Regions from separate parts of the Mus musculus genome. Here region 1 is linked to region 2. The links are chromatin contacts, called in public promoter capture Hi-C maps. All regions are on one chromosome and are shown on one strand. Each heading gives the region's core, a stretch centred on a gene start, on an enhancer-like site or on the middle of the called end of the contact. The rest is flanking DNA. Distances are from core to core; before and after follow the strand shown. Region 1 holds the start of Dna2 (DNA replication helicase/nuclease 2). Region 2 holds the start of Ccar1 (cell division cycle and apoptosis regulator 1).

What was found. Promoter capture Hi-C pulls out the DNA fragments that hold promoters and counts their contacts.
Region 1: a promoter capture Hi-C map of neural stem cells shows a contact between it and region 2. The contact joins the promoter of Dna2 here to the promoter of Ccar1 in region 2. A contact is called at or near these places in 12 of 39 promoter capture datasets (3T3-L1-derived adipocytes, the C10 cell line, the HPC-7 cell line and 8 more), 9 of 484 Hi-C or Micro-C datasets (cranial neural crest, embryonic stem cells, erythroblasts and 3 more), 12 of 115 datasets of contacts at active chromatin or transcription factors (the 230-238 cell line, the HPC-7 cell line, the SCID.adh cell line and 8 more) and 5 of 9 other capture datasets (adipose tissue, embryonic stem cells, liver and 2 more).

Annotation. Positions count from the first base shown.
Region 1 is chr10:62,945,665-62,948,364 of GRCm38.p6, reverse strand. Dna2 (DNA replication helicase/nuclease 2) reads right to left here and starts at 1,336. Exons shown (of 21, transcript NM_177372.3): 1 at 1,196-1,336. The coding sequence starts at 1,272. Slc25a16 (solute carrier family 25 (mitochondrial carrier, Graves disease autoantigen), member 16) reads right to left here. Exons shown (of 9, transcript NM_175194.2): 9 at 1,871-2,700.
Region 2 is chr10:62,790,942-62,793,641 of GRCm38.p6, reverse strand. Ccar1 (cell division cycle and apoptosis regulator 1) reads left to right here and starts at 1,274. Exons shown (of 25, transcript NM_026201.3): 1 at 1,274-1,426; 2 at 2,600-2,700. The coding sequence starts at 2,649.

The DNA of each region.
Region 1 (2,700 bases), core at 87-2,586, 150 kb before region 2:
CCTACCTCCTAACCACACAAGGTTAGCCTGGTCTACAAAATGAGACCCTGTATAAAACAACAGCAACAAAACAAACACTTGGGAAGTGGAAAAAAAGAGGATCAGAGATCAGAAGGTCAAAGCCGTCCTGGGCTGGCTACACATCTCAGCTCGAGGCTAGCCTGGGCTACCTCAAAAACTGGAAAATACCAAAAAGGGCTTCTACCACAGTCGAAAGCAATTAGGAAGTACAACTAAAGAGAGCTAGTCCTGTCCATTTTCCAGATAACTGATATACTGGGCATGCCAAAGTTCAGTGGCATAGCACCTGCTGTGCTGGGCATGACAATGTTCAGTGGCACAGCACCTGCTTGCTGTACCTGGTCCGCCCAACTACTGCTTGAAGGAAAAAAGAGGGACGCGGGAAGCAGCATGAAAGGTTCACTGCAATTGCTGCCAGGAGCTGCCAATCATACTAATCTTTATGGCATTAGAGGGCTTGGACCTACTGTATACCGGGTGTAACACCTCCAGGAGCTCTTAAAAGATATATTGAAGGGATGGCACGAGCGCCAGGAGATGCCTCTAAACTCAGGCACTTGCATATGTACACTTAAGTAAATTTAAAAATAAATAAAAGCCGGGCGTGGTGGCGCACGCCTTTGATCCCAGCACTCCGGAGGCAGAGGCCGGCGGATTTCTGAGTTCGAGGCCAGCCTGGTCTACAAAGTGAGTTCAAGGACAGCCAGGGCTACACAGAGAAACCCTGTCTCAAAAAACCAAAAAAGAGAAAGAAAGAGAGAGAGAGAGAGAGAGAGAGAGAGAGAGAGAGAGAGAGAGAGAGAGAAAGAAAGAAAGAAAGAAAGAAAGAAAGAAAGAAAGAAAGAAAGAAAGAACGAACGAACACTGGGTCGTCTGACTAAAGGCGATTCCTGGCAAGCCTTCAGCCCGGAGTTTGACCCCGACGTCCCACGTGAAAGAAAATAACTAGCACGGGTGCTCCTCCGACCGCCACAAGCGGGTCTTCCGCACATGCAAATAAGACAAAATCAAATCCAAAGTATCAATGACAGGGGTGGGCTGACGTGTGAAAAAGCAGCGGGCTACACCAGCAAGCTCAGGTCCCAATTAAGACTGGCCGACGATCACCCTCCAGCTAACACCCGGGAAAACCGCGCAGGTCCCGCTCGCGCCCGCCGCCCTCCCGCAGGCTCACAGCTCCACCCGCGGCACGGCCTCCGCTCCGCCGTCCTCTTCCAGCAGCAGCAGGTCCAGCTCGTCCAGCGGCTCCATTCCTGCCGAAGCCCGCCGGGAGAGCGGGCAGCCGTAACTCGCGGCGCTAGAGAAGCGCCAGCTCGCTGCGCATGCGCAGCAGGCGCCCCGCGCGCCAGCGGCTCCCGCGCTCTCCGCGCCGGGAAGCACAGCGCCGGACCGGAGGCGCTTTTCCGCCGTCTCCACTCCAGGACCGGATGCCTGCATGAACCTGCTGGGCTGCCGCGCAACTGCACGCGTCTCATAGCAATCCCCCGTCTCGGGCTTTTCAGAGCAGGAGAGCGGGAGATGCAGCTGAATTTCCACTACGAACCTGTCTTGTTGCAGGGATCTGATGCCTCCCACCCTCTGGCCTGGAAAGGCATCCTCATGCACATAGTGCATAGTACTCACAAACACACACACAAACAAAATAAATTTTTTAAAAAGTAAATCTAAGCCGGGCGTGGTGGCGCGCGCCTTTAATCCAAACACTTCAGAGGCAGAGGCAGGCGGATTTCTGAGTTCGAGGCCAGCCTTGGTCTACAGAGTGAGTTCCAGGACAGCCAGGGCTACACAGAGAAACCCTGTCTCAAAAAAACAAACAAACAAACAAAAAAAACCAAGCCATCAAAACAAGGATAAAAAATTACTTTTAATATCATATGGATTCTATAACAGACATAGAAGGCAATTTCTTATTTTAGAAAATATCTTCAGTTCTCTTTATTGATAATATAATTGCGATATTTATTTTATAGATTTAAATTACCTTAAGATTGAATGGAATAATTAGCTACAATGTAGTCCAGAAATTAAAATATACAAAAGAGTTTTATAAACAGACTTATCCCCACTCCTGGTACATTTACAAATCACATGATACATTTTTATTTTTAAAGTAAAGATTATAAAAATGAAACTAATTCATCCAATTTTTTCCAAGATGTGACAAGAAATATTTATATACATGAAAAAATGCAGAAATAACATTTGCAGCTTAATTTTAATGTTTTAAAAATCACATCAGTTCTACAAATAACTACCTCTAGAGAAGGCTTGATGCTTCTACTCCATGGGTCATGCTTACAACAAAAAGTGTTCTAAACACAATGATCAGAATTCTTATATTCTAAACAACCTTTTTAAAATGTAACAATCAAAATGTGGTTTATATTTACGCTTCGGACTATGACACACTAAAATTACATTACATGGAAGAACTTATATCTTGACATAATACCTCAGAAACATTGCTTCATCTAAATTGATGGTCCATTTACATTTCCTAGTACATACCAAGTTATTTTAGACAAGCATCTACAATGCTACTCTCCTTTTAAGGGCAAAGATATTTAATCTTTATCATAACTGCCTCTGGGAAACGCAGTGGCATGATAATCAAAGTTCATGGTAATAGCATTTGAACAAGACCTGGGACTTTCTTCATTTGTTGACAATCTCCTTTCA
Region 2 (2,700 bases), core at 25-2,524:
CAGGACAGAATTAGTAAGGACAAAGGAGTTACATTTTACCCAACTTCTGTAAGTTTTACTTAAGTGGGAGAAAGGACCCTTGTGGTTTGAAAAATATTAAAGAACGTGTACCTATGTGATCCTGTGTTCATAAAATTTAAGGGAAAAAATACAAGGAACCACAGAAAAAGCTATATATTTTATCCTATTGGGTTTGATGAGATAAGGTGTTACACAGTCCAGGCTGGCCTTGAACTCCTGATCCTCCCTTCCCCTCCCTCCCAAGTGTTAGATTACAGGTCACCACCTGATCATGCTTGGCTCAGCTAATCTTATGTGGGATTCCTAGCATAAGCTATTTCATGTTGAGAATTTGACTAGATGTCACCAGCAGGTGTAGGACAAAATTAGAAAATGACTTAATAATAGCTCTGTCTTTCATTTTTTGAGACAGGGTTTATCTGTGTTGCCCTGGCTGTGTCTGCCTCTGCCTCTTGAGCGCTGGGATTAGAGGTGTGCACTTCCCCCATCCCCCAACCTTTCCACTCCCTCTCGCCCCCCAAATCCTCCAGCTGTTTCTTTTCAGTAGGGTCTTCAAATACTAGGGGTGATGATGGCCTGCACTCAGTGTATTAAAATCCACTCAGTTGTTCGCTTTTACACATTCCAGCCTTAATCCCGAGGAGATGGCACTGCGGTTAAAAGCACTAATCTCTGTTCTCAGGACCTGGGATTGATTATCAGCACCCACGGGGTGGTTCACACCGGTCAGGAACTCTAGTTTCGGGGGATCTGTCGTCTTCTCAGCTCCAGGGGCACCAAGCCCACACCTGTGCGCATAAATCATGGAGGCAAAACCCTCTAAAAATGAAAAGAATGTAAACAAAAAAAAATTTTTTTTTTTTGTTCTTCGAGACAGGATATGTCTGTATAACCCTGACTGTTTTGGAACTCACTCTGTAGACCAGGCTGGCCTCGAACTCAGAAATCCGCCTGCCTCTGCCTCTCGAGTGCTGGGATTAAAGGCGTGCGCCACCACTGCCCGCTAACAACGAAGTTCTTACAGGCTTATTCTTCCAAACATGTTCCAAACAAGAATAGAGGGACCACAAGATGGCGGCGGCGACACCGGCCGGACCACGTGACTGCCGCTCGCTCTCCCTCTCTCTCCCAGGGAAGGACAGCGTTGGCCTCAGAGCAGGCGAGCGACAGCCAGCTCATTGTTCAGCGAAGTCAAGGTAACCCGGCTGAGGCTCGCTCTCGCTCCCCAGTGAACGCACTCGCGGGGAGCGCGCACGCCGAACTTTTTTCGCGCACGCGCCCGTTCCTCTCGGAACCGGGAGGCGGTGCGGCGTAGGCAGGGGGGTTGGAGGGGAAAGCAGTCTGCGCATGCGCCTGAGCTTGACGGGTTTGAAATGGCTTCTCGGTTAACCCGGGCCAGACTCAGGTGAAGGTCTGGTCAGTGTTTTGGTGTGGCGCGGTGGGAGGCCGCGGCGGGTTGCTTCCGTTCGTTGGCAGCCGGTCAGCGGAGGGGTAGGGAGCGAGTGATGTGGCGGTGGCGGGTGGGTGTGTGATGGCGGACGCCGCGGGGCCGGCGGGCGAGGGACGCGGTCCCTTTTGTGCGGGTCGGAGTAGGCCCCACGCGCCGCGCCCTGCCCCCAGCGCAGCGGCTCCAGGCCCCTCAGGTGCGGCCTGCGCCCCTTCGACTGGGCCGGGCCAGGCCGGAGGCCGTGCGTCCTCCGGCCCGCGCTGCCCCGCCGCTGAGACCCGGCCCCGGGCGGCGGCGGCGAGCGTTTCCAGCGCTTGGAGGTTCTCTCAGACCGGCCCGGGGACCTCGGGGACTGCGACGACCCGCGGGCCCCAGTGGCCGCGGCCTGGGGCGCTGCCTTCCATCTTTCACGGCCGGCGCGTGGGAGGAAGATGAGTGTCCTCACCCCGGGATGCCAGGCCCATCTTTTCCTTTTCTCTTGGGTTTTTGAGCCGGGGTCTTCGCAGTGGTTCTTTTGGAGCCGCGCGTCCTCCCAACTGCCTCCCCACTCCCGGAGTGGAGACTAGGGTGACAAAGGCCATAGTGACTTCCTAGCCCTTAAAGTAATGTTCGTTATTGAGATGGTATCTGCCAATACCTTTATGGGGGAGGGGGGGTCTCGACGCAGTTTCCGTTATTGATTTAACCCCACTGCAGGACCTCAGACCATCGCCCAAAGAAACACGCAGGCTGTACTTGCTGCGTCTATAAGTTCGTTTGTCCCCAGAGAGAGAGGCTCTGTATCTAGCCCTAGCTGGTTTGTAATGTCATATAAATCATGCTGGCCTGGAGTTTATAGAGATCCGCCTGACTCTGCCTCTGGAGGGATGGGTTGGGAGGGGATTAAAGGCTTTGCCACTAAGCTCGGGCAGACCTTTTTAGGAAATGACCTTGTAGTTACTGAAGGAAGTTCCTTTAAGTCAGCCCCAAGGATATCTTTTAAATAGAGTATGCACAAGTGATCTGTTGATAGGCTGGTTGTGCGTTTTATTTCAAATGTTCTGTTGCACACTTCGGTTGGTTCTTGTTTGGAACGTGTCTTTAATATATCAATGATTTCTCTAAACTAGCCTTTTCCTATATCCTTTATAGGTATCTGCTATAGAAGGGAAACAAGTGAAAGTTTTCCCCCCCTTGCATCATGGCTCAGTTTGGAGGACAGAAGAATCCACCATGGGCTACTCAGTTTACAG